4 separate regions of the Pan troglodytes genome follow, and regions 1, 3 and 4 are each linked to region 2. The links are chromatin contacts, called in public HiChIP or PLAC-seq maps. All regions are on one chromosome and are shown on one strand. The core of a region is the stretch at or near the end of the contact, and the rest is flanking DNA. Distances in the headings are between cores, read along the strand shown.

Region 1 (2,920 bases), core at 68-2,567, 230 kb before region 2:
GGGCATAGCCTCAGGTCCTGTTTATAATTTGGTATCTTATTTTCACAAAGAGTCCCTCTTGTTAAGTTTCATGATCTCTATTTTAACATGAATGCTGCGCATTAGTTGTGTCTAAACTGTAAAAGCGAGGGAGTATAATGAGGCGCGCCTGACCTCCCATCCCATCATGGCCAGGGACTCAGTTTTTCAGATTTCTCTTGGCCAAGAAAGAGTCCAATCCGTCAGCTGGGAAGCTCAGGATTTTATTTTTGGTTTACAAAGGTAATCATTTACTCCCATGAGGGTAATCGCCCTCCTTGAAATTCAAGAGTTTCCTGGATCACAGGATCTGCAGTTACACACAGCTGAGTTTGACTTTCACAGGCTGAGAGACCTTGAGCAAAATCATTAACCTCTTTTAGCTTCACCAGCCTGCCTCTATGAAACAGGGGAAGGATAATACCTGCCCTATGGGGTTGCTGCAAGATTTAAATAAGATTATATATGTGTCAAAGGACAAAATTACAGCAAATTTAAAGAGCTCACCTGGTTTTATTTGTGATTCTAGAGTTGGACAACACTTCATTCTGTAAAACAGAATAAGTGTTCCTAGGAGCTGAGAAAGGGCTGAATTACAGACAGGGAAAGGTGAAGAAAGCAGAGGCAAAGAACGGTGTGTATCAGGCATTGCAAAGCTGCTTTCCTGTGAGGTGGAGACAGAACAATAGAAAAATAACTGATGAGCTAACATCAGGTTACTGCAGGCTACTTCTTTTAGGTAGGAGTTAAAGCAGAAGGCACTTCATTATCCTGCCAATTGAAGATTGGCCTATTTGGCAAATTGGCTACTATCTCTTTCTTCGGATTTCTAGGAAGGTCAGATAACAATTTAGTTTGGGTTTGGTGACATGGATGTGGAAATTCTTTTTAGTCTGGTCTGCTGGGGCCTAGTGCAGAAACTTAGTCTAAAACAATGACCTCTTATAATTTTTATTTCGCATATGTAAAATGCTAGGTATATACTGGTTGCTCCCTCTCTTTTTTTGCTCTGCTTATCTTTTCTTCTCTCCTTCCTTCCCACCTTCTTTTCAATGTAGTGACAAGTGTTATTTAAAAAAAAAAACAAAGCAAAGGATAATGTAAATCTGCAGACAAAAAAAAAAAACAGTGTCTCTTTTCAGTCAGTATTTGCAACTTCCACCTCATTAAATATTCTCTCACAGTAGAATAAGGTGGCAAAGAAATGAAGTGCAAATTAGCCTAAGGTAGCTGAGTCCTCATCCTGGTTTCATCACTAATTAGCTCTACAGACCCTGGCGAGCACTTGACCTTTCTGATCCACGCTTGTCTCAATAGCATAATGAAGATCATGCCTGTCTCAGAGGGTCAGTGAGGCTCCTGTTGTTGGCATGCCTTATCATTATGTAAACGGAGGGCCTTGTCTACAAATAATCTCTTCAGGCAAATTGTGTAATATGACATTGAAATTATCCTTCTCTTTACCTCTATCCCCCATCTTTGGCTCCAGTTTTTAAAGACTGCTATTAAAAGACAAATACATTAGCACATTAAGATATTGTCTCCTAGCAATAACTTTTTAAAAGTTAATTAATCATATTAGTCACAGCTGACAGCAGAGCCACTATGCTTTGGGCACAGGGAGGTTGGGATTTGGATGGGATGGGAAAGGAATCCAGAATAATCTGGCTCTTGGCTCATGATGCTCTCAAAGAAAACTCCTGTACAGAAAGTGGGGGAAGGAGCCTCCAGACAAACCCTGCCCTCTTTGCAGTTTTGCTTCAGGCTTGTAATTCACTTTTCCTGAGAATGGCATGGAATTTGTGGATAAGCAGGTGAAAAACCATTCTTATCAAGTGTGGAGGGAAAAGAAAAGGTTTTGTTTGTTTGTTTGTTTGTTTGAAGACAGTCTTGCTCTGTCACCCCAGTCAGTGCAAACATGGCTCACTGCAGCCTCAACCTCCTGGGCTCAAGTGATCCTCTCACCTCAGTCTCTCCAGTACCTGGGACCACAGGTGCCTGATACCACACCCAGCTAATTTCTAATTTAGTAGCGGTGGGGTCTTGACATGTTGCCCAGGCTGGTCTCAAACTCCTGAGCTCAAACAATCTGCCTGCCTTGGCCTCCCAAAGTGTTGCGATTACAGGCGCAAGCCACTGATAAAAGATAAATTTTTTATCTGAGAAATATGAACCCCTTTACATTATCAGGCCCAGAGAGGCATTGGGATGTAACTGCAGTCACATCTCACTCCTTCTCGAGCTGAATAATGATCTCTTGAAGTCTCTTGCTATGCAGACTCTAGACTAACTGATGCCAATTAGCCATGAAATGCCATACACCCTATAGTTCAACAAAGTCTAGCCAATCACTGATCAGTGTTATTTCTGTAAACCAATGAGAAATCCTAATGATCAATTTTGTAATTGCCCCCTCTCCTGATTTGTCTTATATTCTTTAAAAATTTGAGGCTCTCTTTTTGTTCTTGGGAGCACTCTCCAAGGCAACTTGAAAGTGTGTCCCAGGCTGCAGTTCTCAACCTTGACCCCAATAAACTCTCTATATTAATTTCACCTCAGCTTCTTCCTTTTAGGTCCACAGAAGCGTTAATTGCCAAGAAAAAAAGAAAAGAAAAAGAAAAGTAATTAACTCTGTTAGAAGCTAGGCTGGGCGCGGTGGCTCACGCCTGTAATCCCAGCACTTTGGGAGGCCGAGGTATTTTTTTTGTAAAAAATACAAAAAATAGCTGGGCGTGGTGGTGGACAGCTGTAATCCCAGCTACTCGGGATGCTGAGGAAGGAGAATCACTTGAACCCAGGAGACGGAGGTTGTAGTGAGCCGAGATCGTGCCATTGCACTCCAGCCTGGGCAACAAGAGCGAAACTCAAAAAAAAAAAAAAAAAATCATCTGGCCTAAATATC
Region 2 (2,972 bases), core at 201-2,700:
ACAGAAGATTTCTCAATTCTATAGGCTTATGAATAATATACCCCTTGTCCACCTTGTCTTCCACACCCACATCTCTAATATTAAGAAAATAACCTGCTCCCCCACAAAAATATCCTCAATATTCACCACTTCCAAATGGCTTCTCCCTGCAATTCACCAAGTCCAAATGGCTTCTCCCTGCAAACAGGCTGTGGACAGTAACAGATACCATGCCTAGTTACATAAGTATATCACTGCAAAATATAGAAACATCACTTATAATGAAAGTAATACTGCTTCAGAGTTCTAAAACAAGCATTTTCTTCCCCTCACAAAATAATCACATTTCCATTTCCACAGTTGTGATGCTTTTCATTTAACCATGACATTAAGCTCATCTTTAGCTCTTCTTCATTATGTGGGTCTGTGTTCTAGCTTTTACCTCAGTAGCAGTTTTTGTTTGCAGGAAAATAGGAACTCTTTTGGTAGTCACTGTTTGTAATTGCGGCCTTGATATTCTAAGCCATTGAGTCACAATTACTAATTAGAAATTCTTACTAACTTTGCCCATGTATTGCCTATGAAGCAGTAGCCATAGGAATGCAATTTTCCTGTAAATCCCTCCCTCTTATACAGCTCTAGTTCATTATTTACTTTAAAAGATTCAGGGTGAATTCAAGTAATTTCCTATGCTGCTATCATTTGCTTAAAGACCTTTTGCAATGGGTCTTATGTAAGAAGAAATGCAGGAGTTGCTTTGGTGAGGTTTATTTAAAGAAACCATTAAGTACAAGACAGACCTGAAGAGCAGCATCAGTTGTGTATGGGGAAACAGGAGCTATGAATGCGTCACTTGATTTAGGTTGACAGAAAGAGGGCTAATACTTGAAAAAATCCCTACACGATCTGGTGCCAGGCTACTTCTTTGGCCTCACCTCTTACCACTGCCCCCTCCTTCAGTGTCCTCCAGCCACAGTGACCTCTTTCCTGATCCTTGAACTTGCCAAACACTTTCCCTTCTCAAGGTCTTTGCCTTCAGGAGTCCCTCTGCCTGAAATTCTTTTCCCAGATAGTCATGGGACTGGTTCATTCTCATCCTTCAGATCTCTGCTCAAATGTCACTTATTCTAGGAAATCGTTCCTGGCCACCGTAAAATCGCACACCCCCTCCTCACTTTCTACTCCTTTTCTTTGTTATTATGTATATGGCAGCAGAAAATTATGCATTTTCTTAGTGGCAATTACACACCCCGCACATTATGCATTTAAAGCGTTGTTTGTTGTTTTGTCGCTTCCATCAGAATACAATCCAGTAGGGCAAGGAGTGTGTGGGGTCGTGTTCACCTAGTATCTCTGGGGACCTACAGCCCGGCACCTAGTAGACACTCAGTAAATATTTGAATAAATGAATGAGGCCCTTTGGCAGCCGGGAAGCCCGTCACAGCCGTCGTCTCCACCCTCTCCTGGGCTACACCAGGCCACGCCGGTCAAGTTGTTTCTCCTCCAGGAGAAACATTCGCTAGGCCTTGTTGCCAACCCGCAGGCAGCTGGGCGCTTCATCCCACCCTCACCCCTTTCCAGCCAAGGTGCCTGATCGGAGTCAGGCTCTCGAGGTCGCATTGCCACGAAACAGCGTGTGTGAGCGCGTCGTCCCCGGCCCCCGGCGCCACTTCCCCTCGGCCTAGCAGCCTGGGCTGGGGAAGGACAGGTCTGCTGTACCCGGGAAGTGGAAGGAAAAGCAGAAAGCGGAGAAGTGTGCGGGAGGGGAGTCTCCGCGCGGAGGCAGCCCGGCCTCCTCCTGTGCAGGCTGCGCGCTGGGGAGCCAGCCAGGCTGAGTCACTCCCGGCCGCGTCCCTGGAGGGCGGCGGCCACACCCACACCCGCCCATCTAGTGAGGGCCGGGCCCAGCGCTGGCACCTAGCTCCAGCCGGGCACCAGTGTTTCGCGAGGCGCCGCCGCCTTAACTTCCTTGCGCGCTCACGCCCAGGGGCCGTCCCAGGAATCTCCACGCGCGCTCGCCGGCTTCCCGAGAGGCAGCTGCCCTGCGTGGCCCGCGCCTGCAGGTCCCGCGACCAGCACCGAGCGGCGCACGCGCACTGCAGGACGCGCGTCCGGCTCTCCCCCAGCCTCTATCCGGCCCAGTCTCCTGCCATTCGGGGAGACTGCGGGCCAACCGGGAGGCTGAGTTCGAAGCTAGCCGGGCGGCGAAGCCAGTGTCGCCCGCGGCGTTGAGAAGACGGTGTGGCCCCGGAGAGGGTGGAGACAACTGTGACGGGCTTCCCGGCTGCCCGAAGTGGGAGTGGCGTGGGGCTGCAGGAAGGAGAGAGGAAGAGGAGCAGAAGGGGGCAGCAGCGGACGCCGCTAACGGCCTCCCTCGGCGCTGAGAGGCTGGGCCGGCGCCCGGCTCGCTTGGGTGTTCGCGTCGCCACTTCGGCTTCTCGGCCGGTCGGGCCCCTCGGCCCGGGCTTGCGGCGCGCGTCGGGGCTGAGGGCTGCTGCGGCGCAGGGAGAGGCCTGGTCCTCGCTGCCGAGGGATGTGAGTGGGAGCTGAGCCCACACTGGAGGGCCCCCGAGGGCCCAGCCTGGAGGTCGTTCAGAGCCGTGCCCGCCTCGGGGCTTCGCAGACCTTGGCCCGCCGGGTAGGAGCCGCCCCTGCGGGCTCGAGGGCGCGCTCTGGTCGCCCGATCTGTGTAGCCGGTGGGTGTTATCTCTGCCTGGCTTCTGGGTGGGGGGCAGCAGCTGTCTCTCCACCCCCTTCCTACCTTTTGATCCCGCCTGCCCCCTGCTAGTGGCAGCAAACTTCTGAGCCAGAAAAATCTTCCTCTTTAAGACGACACCTAGAACGAGTCTTGCTGGTGATATTTGCTTCCATTTGTGTCTTATAATTCCCGCGCCCCCGCCTCCTTATTCCTTTTTAAAATTTTCTAGACACTTAAACAGCCTAGAAAAAGCATTTGTTTCCCCTGGATTTATGTGGTAGTAGTTAACTGCTGC
Region 3 (3,249 bases), core at 28-2,527, 240 kb before region 2:
AAAAAAAAAAAAAAAGGAAAACAAAAGTAAAAGGCCTTGTGTAAGCATTATTTCTATGTAAATGGGTTTCAAAATGAGTTTCAAAACGGGTTCTATTTTGAAAAGTAAGGTCAACATTTTTTGAGAAAAAAACTCCTGCTACTAGCTTTTCAAAAACAACCCTCTTAAGAGGGAATTTACACACCACAAATCCACCCATTGTATAGTGTAGATTCTTAACTGCCTTTCGTGCCGAGCTGTAAGAATTTATTTGGCATGAGAAACAAAATATTTTATATAACCATGCACAAGAATAGCCTTCGTGTCTACGAAATCTAAGGATATCAAAATGAGATAATTTTATGACTGCAACAAGGGTAAATACTACTTGGCCTTGGGAATATGGGGGAAAGGTCAGAACTACAAGATCTCATAGAGCTTAACCACACCAAAAAAGAGAAAAAGAAAGAAAGAAAGAAAGAAAGAAAGAAAGAAAGAAAGAAAGAAAGAAAGAAAGAAAGAAGAAAAGAAAAGAAAAGAAAACAGAACGAGCAAACTCTAGCAGGGCTAATGACAGTCTTCCAAATGCACCAGCACGTTGAATAAGCTGCAGCTCAGCTCGACGGACCCCCAAGAGTGGCTGCCACTGGGAAGACTTGGGCCTCTGAAACAAAGCCCCGTGGTTTCCTTTCATCTCTGAACTTCGAGCTTGACCTAACTTTCCAGTCCCTTCCCCCACCGCCACCCCATAACCCGCCCGAAGCGGCCCACGGAGGCCGGAGGTTTGGGGGCGCAGTCGCTCAGCAGCCCGAGGTCTCTGTCCCGGGCGGCGGGAGGGAAATGCCGCGCCCGCAGCCAGGGACCCGCGTGCCCAGCTTCGGCCCCTCGCCCGCAAAGTCCGACCCGGGTGACAGCGCACGGCCGGCCCTGGGCCCAGAGCTCCCACCTGTGCCCCGCAGCATGTTGCCCCGGAGCAGGTCCCCGCTGGAGAGGTGCTTCAGCTCGAAGTGTGTAGTGATGCGCGACGACACGGTGCCCTTGCCCGAGCCCGGGGCCCCCATGATCACCGCTCGCAGCAGCCGCGCGGACGCCCCCATGGCCGCAGACTGAGGCCCGCACGGCGCGGGCACCAGGGCTTTGGCCTGGCCTGCGCGCTCACCCGCTCGGCAGCCTGCGCCGGCCGGCTGGCAGCACCACTAGCAGGCGGCTACTGCGGTTCCCCGGCGTTCCCGGAAGTGAGCCGACAGCCACTGGGGCCGCCCAGACTGCGCGGGACCCCGCTGTTGCGTCCGCCTCTCGGCGACCCCGGCGCAGCCCCCGCCCCCGACCGAGCGCCTGTTCCCGCCCAGCCGCGCAAGCCGCGCCCCCTCTGCGCTCGCTCGGCCGCCCAGCTCCCACCTGCGCCTCTCCGCGGCCCCTCTCCACCGGCCGGCTGGGCCCGGATCCCTTCGGCGCCCCTCTGCACCCACCCCCACGCGCCCTCCACTCAGCTCAGATCTACCTCCGCGCCTCTCCGCGACCCCGGAACCCCGCGCCCTGTCCGGCCCATTCCCAGCCGGATAGACCGCGCTCCCCTCTGTCCGACCTTGGCAACTCCCGCGCGCCCCCTCCCCACCTCTAGTCGCCCCTCGGAGCCGCTTGGTTTCGGAATCCACCCGCATCCATCCCTCCAACAACCCTTTCGTAGCCCTCGCCCCTAGTCCATAGCAGGCGCTGCCCTACCCAGTCCTTGCCGGACACACCGCGACCCCTTTCGTGCTCCCCTGACAACCCTTGTCCCCGCTCCACCTGGCGCCCACTCGAATCCGCCCCTCCCCTCTACCCCCCTGGACCGCCAGACCCCCCGCTTCTGCACCCACTCCCGCCTTCGCCCTTCCCTCCTCCTCCTCTGCTGCCGAGCGCCCTCTTCCCACTCCCTCTCTGTGTAGAATCACAGGGAGTGACCTTGAGCCGAGAGGGCCTACCTCATTTTACAGGAGAGGAAATCCAGCTTTCATTGAGTGAGACTCTGTTATAAATAACGTAAAGGAGTGTGTGAAACTGTGGAGGCAGGCTGTTGTAGACAGGCGGTCGGAAAGGCTGTGAAGAGATGGCATGTGTGCCGAGCGCTTAATTAGAATACGGAAGAGAGAGACATGGGCCCTTCCTATGTCCAGTTTTAGGGAAAGGCCCTAAAACTGGAGGTTTGGCATGTTTCAAGAATGGAAACAGAGGACAAAAACATTCGAGTGAGTATCATTTTGCCTGTAAAATGGGCATAGAGGAGTAGAATGGAGGAGTTAAAATAATGTAGTACTTAGTGCAATGCCAGCTACAGGGTCAATGTTCAATAATGGTTGTCCATTTATTATCATTGCTTTGTCCTGGGACACTATGCTAAGGCAGAAAGAAGCCTCTCTGAAAATAAAACACAGTTACCATTCTCCTCAGAGGTCCAGAACTGATTCCAAAGAAGATAGAAATGACTTCAGGGTGAGACAGTCAGTGAATCTTAGCTGAGTGAATGGATGGGGGATTTCAATAGGTAGACAGCCTGGTACTTAGAAAAGGCATTAGCCTTTATACTTTCTGGTGTGGAAAAGAAAGAGAAAATACATACCTTGTACATTTTTTTTTCTTTGAGACAGAGTTTTGCTCTTGTTGCCCAGGCTGGAGTGCAATCGGCTCACGGCAACCTCTGCCTCCCGGGTTCAAGTGATTCTCCTGCCTCAGCCTCCCGAGTAGCTGGGATTACAGGCACACGCTACCGCACCCGGCTAATTTTATATTTTTAGTACAGACAGGGTTTCTTCCTGTTGGTTAGACTGGTCTGAAACTCCCGACCTCAGGTGATCCACCCGCCTTGGCCTTCCAAAGTGCTGGGATTACAGATGTGAGCCACCGCGCCCGGCCTCGTTTTGTTTGTTTGAGACGGGGTCTTGTTTTGTTGCCCAGGCTGGAGTGCTGTGATGCGATCTCAGCTCACTGCAACCTCTACTTCCCAGGTTCAAGTGATTCTTATACCTCAGCTTCCCGAGTAGCTGGAATTACAGGCACCCGCCACCACGCCCAGCTGATTTTTATATTTTTCGTAGAGATGGGGTTTCATCATGTTGGCCAGGCTGATCTCAAACTCCTGACCTCAAATGATCTGCCCGCCTTGACCTCTCCAAGTGCTGGGATTACAGGCTTGAGCCACCCCACTGTGCCCAGCAGGGCTCATACATACTCATTACTAAGCAAGAAAGAATGAAAAGAATGAAAATAAATGAATTAAACATTGAATTCATG
Region 4 (2,892 bases), core at 294-2,793, 190 kb before region 2:
AATTATACTACAGAGCTAGAGTAAACAAAATGGCATGGTACTGGCATAAAAACAGACACATAGATCAGTAGAACAGAGCGGAGAACCCAGAGATAAATCCACACAGCTACGGTAAACTCATTTTTGACAAAGTTGCCAAGAACATACACGGGGGAAAGGACAGTCTCTTCAATAAATGATGCTGAGAAAATTGGATATCCATATGCAAAAGAGTGAAACTAGATCTCTATCTCTTGCCATTTACAAAAATCAAAGAAAAATGGATTAAAGGCTGGGAGTGGTGGCTCACACTTGTGAGGCCAAGGTGGGCCAATCGCTTGAGCTTAGGAGTTTGAGACCAGACTGGGTAACATGGCAAAAACCCATCTCTATACAAAATACAAAAATTAGCTGAGCATGGTGGTGCACACCTGTAGTTCCAGCTAATGGGGAGGCTGAGGTTGGAGGATTACTAGAACTCGGGAAGTTGAGGCTGCAGTGAGTCATGAGCATGCCACTCCACTCCACTTTATAACACACTGTTGTCTACATAAGGATAGCTACATCCCTTAATCTTAAACTCCCACCGCTTTCAGACACTATCATACCCCGCCCCCCTTCCCCCCGCGAACCCCCGTGCATTCTGAAACTCATGGTTTGGTGAGTGTTGTCCAGGAATGGCTACAAACCCACATTACTATGATATCGGACTTCTACTCGTGTAGTCATTTGTTAGTTAACTGTACATTTTGGAAGGTTTTTGAGTAGAGAAGTGAAATAATCCAACGTTTGGGAAGATTTTCTTGTGCAGGATTGGAGGAGGACGGGAAAGAGGGAAAAAGCATTGCGTGTGTGTGTGTGTGTGTGTGTGTGTGTGTGAAGTTATTACAACTATCTATCTTGAAGCATGCGAGGTAGAAGGGCCTGAATTGCCATGAAACGCAATGACGATAAACGAAGGGACCCGTGAGAAAGGGGCAAAGAGGTGTCTCAATAAAATAAGCAACGGCCTGCTGTGGGGGGATTCGGGTCTCAGTATAGGCTGCCACTGTCAGCTTTGCAATATTCCTCGAGCCTTTATCCATGAGTAAGACAGGATGGCTCTACCTTGCAGGGTTACAGCATGGAGCTGCGGGACTGCGCCGGCAGTGCGCTGAGCAGCATCCCTGCGATAGGGTGAGTGCACCAACCCTTGTTGTCTCTCTTAGTAAGAAAGAGGAGGGGTAGATAATAGCATCTTCACCCCAGTAGTTGCCGTAAGTAGTAATGCTAAGAATCCGGCACGTCGTAGGCATCAATCTCAGTCCGCCATCTCCCCTTGCTACCACGCCAGGAGGTACACAGAGGAGACTGCCCCGACTGGCAACTCCCGCGCCGGGGTTCCCTGGCCACCCTCCCGCGTTCCCTCCAGCCGCGCGCTGTTGCCAGGGCCCGGGCACCGCCCAGCTCCACTACGGACCAATGGCAGCGCGGTTTGGGCACCGCCCAGCTGCAGCGCAAGCCAATGGAGGCGCGGCGCGGGCACCGCCCTGATCCGGCGCGGGCCCCGCCCTGATCCGGCGCGGGCCAATAGCGGCGTGGCCCGAAGCGGGGGCCGCCCCGGTCGGGCAGGGAGGCGGGGAGGTGGCCACTGGCTCCGCCCCGCTCCCCTCTGACCCGGTGTCTAGTCTCTCCGTCTTCCTGTTCCAAACCACGTGGACGCGTCTGGGCTGCTGGAGGCAGCCCGAGCCGCCGCCGTCGGTGTCGCCGCCACCACCACCATCGGAGTCACGAGTCCCGCGTCTGTCCGAAGTCGCCGCTCTCGGGCTGCTCACGTCTCTTCGGAGAGCGCGCACATGGCGACTCAGGCGCACTCCCTCAGCTACGCAGGGTGCAACTTCTTGCGCCAACGTCTGGTCCTGTCTACTCTGAGCGGGCGCCCCGTCAAAATCCGAAAGATTCGGGCCAGAGACGACAACCCGGGCCTCCGAGGTAACTTGGTGTGGGCGGCGCGCGGCGTGGGCGCGGGGGCTGAGGGGAGACCGAGCTGATGCCCTGGGGGCCCGCGCGGTGTTGGTTGGGGGGCTCGGCGTCCGGCGAGCGCGTCGGGGAGGGCAGGTGGCGCGTCGCCTCCAAAGCCGGAGGGGCACGCACGGTGGGGGAGGCGGGGTCGGGGCCCGAGGGGAGCGCTCAGCTGCAAGCTGCGCTCGGCGTCTCCGGGGCGCTGGTAGTAAACAGCTGCACGTTTTCCAGCTTTACGTGTAGCAACAAATCCCTGGCGTCGCCCCTTCGCGTCCCTTTTGCCCCTCTTGCCTTCGCCATAAACCTCCAAAGGAGAAAAACAGTTTGTTGGACCGAAATATGGTGAATGAGCCGGGGGAGAGACATTGGGAGAGAAAAGTACCTTGGGTTGGTTCTCTGCCCTGTCTCAAAGCAGGTCTCAGAAGCAGCTGCCCCCTTGGACACCGGCTGTTCCTGTCGCCATGATTTCTCGGCTGCCCTCACACTTGTCCTTGGGTGTGGATAAAGAAATTTTTAAAATTCTGTGTTTGTTTTCAGCCGTGACTGTGATTGATGTGCGCAGGACAAGAGCTTTGAGATAGATTTTTAACAGTCATGGGCCTAATTGCCTTGTCTTTAGAAAAGGGGTTGGTGACAAGCGCTAAACTGCAGGCTTCCAAGCTCACTTCTTGCTCCACAATGGTAGGTTAAAAAGAAATAGGCCCATTTAAACCCTCATCTCATTAAATGGCGCCGGTTTTCAACTGGCCTTGGTTTACACCTGGCCCCCTGGAATGAGATACATGCATTTAAAAGCTTCTGACTGGTGGTTATCCCAAGTTGGGCGAGTCAGCAGTCAGGTGAAAAAGGAAAAAACCTGTCTGTAAATTGAAAAAGAGTGTTTGTGGTTGGTCCTGGAAGCTTCCTGGGCGG

Evidence for each region. HiChIP or PLAC-seq counts read pairs in DNA pulled down with a chosen protein or histone mark.
Region 1: a contact with region 2 is called in an H3K4me3 HiChIP or PLAC-seq map of stem cell-derived excitatory neurons, with 8 times the contacts expected there. The contact joins the enhancer-like site here to the promoter of JAK2 in region 2. A contact is called at or near these places in 4 of 7 Hi-C or Micro-C datasets (blood, induced pluripotent stem cells and stem cell-derived neural progenitor cells), 1 of 1 datasets of contacts at active chromatin or transcription factors (stem cell-derived excitatory neurons) and 1 of 1 other capture datasets (stem cell-derived neural stem cells).
Region 3: an H3K4me3 HiChIP or PLAC-seq map of stem cell-derived excitatory neurons shows a contact between it and region 2, with 4 times the contacts expected there. The contact joins the promoter of AK3 here to the promoter of JAK2 in region 2. A contact is called at or near these places in 1 of 7 Hi-C or Micro-C datasets (stem cell-derived neural progenitor cells) and 1 of 1 datasets of contacts at active chromatin or transcription factors (stem cell-derived excitatory neurons).
Region 4: an H3K4me3 HiChIP or PLAC-seq map of stem cell-derived excitatory neurons shows a contact between it and region 2, with 7 times the contacts expected there. The contact joins the promoter of RCL1 here to the promoter of JAK2 in region 2. A contact is called at or near these places in 1 of 7 Hi-C or Micro-C datasets (stem cell-derived neural progenitor cells) and 1 of 1 datasets of contacts at active chromatin or transcription factors (stem cell-derived excitatory neurons).

The regions. Positions count from the first base shown.
Region 1 is chr11:111,147,113-111,150,032 of NHGRI_mPanTro3-v2.0_pri, reverse strand. No RefSeq gene overlaps it. Among named protein-coding and RNA genes, the nearest start is that of AK3, 16 kb to the left of the region's middle. Within about 2 kb of position 1,317, at least 1 of the 24 cell types and tissues checked has an H3K27ac peak or open chromatin away from gene starts, as enhancers often do. A contact at or near this core is called in stem cell-derived excitatory neurons, where this site is marked.
Region 2 is chr11:110,919,749-110,922,720 of NHGRI_mPanTro3-v2.0_pri, reverse strand. It overlaps JAK2 (Janus kinase 2), which reads left to right and starts at 1,450. Exons shown (of 25, transcript XM_016960555.4): 1 at 1,450-2,617.
Region 3 is chr11:111,162,986-111,166,234 of NHGRI_mPanTro3-v2.0_pri, reverse strand. It overlaps AK3 (adenylate kinase 3), which reads right to left and starts at 1,277. Exons shown (of 6, transcript XM_054657906.2): 1 at 926-1,277. The coding sequence starts at 1,076.
Region 4 is chr11:111,112,262-111,115,153 of NHGRI_mPanTro3-v2.0_pri, reverse strand. It overlaps RCL1 (RNA terminal phosphate cyclase like 1), which reads left to right and starts at 1,543. Exons shown (of 9, transcript XM_520471.9): 1 at 1,543-1,950. The coding sequence starts at 1,815.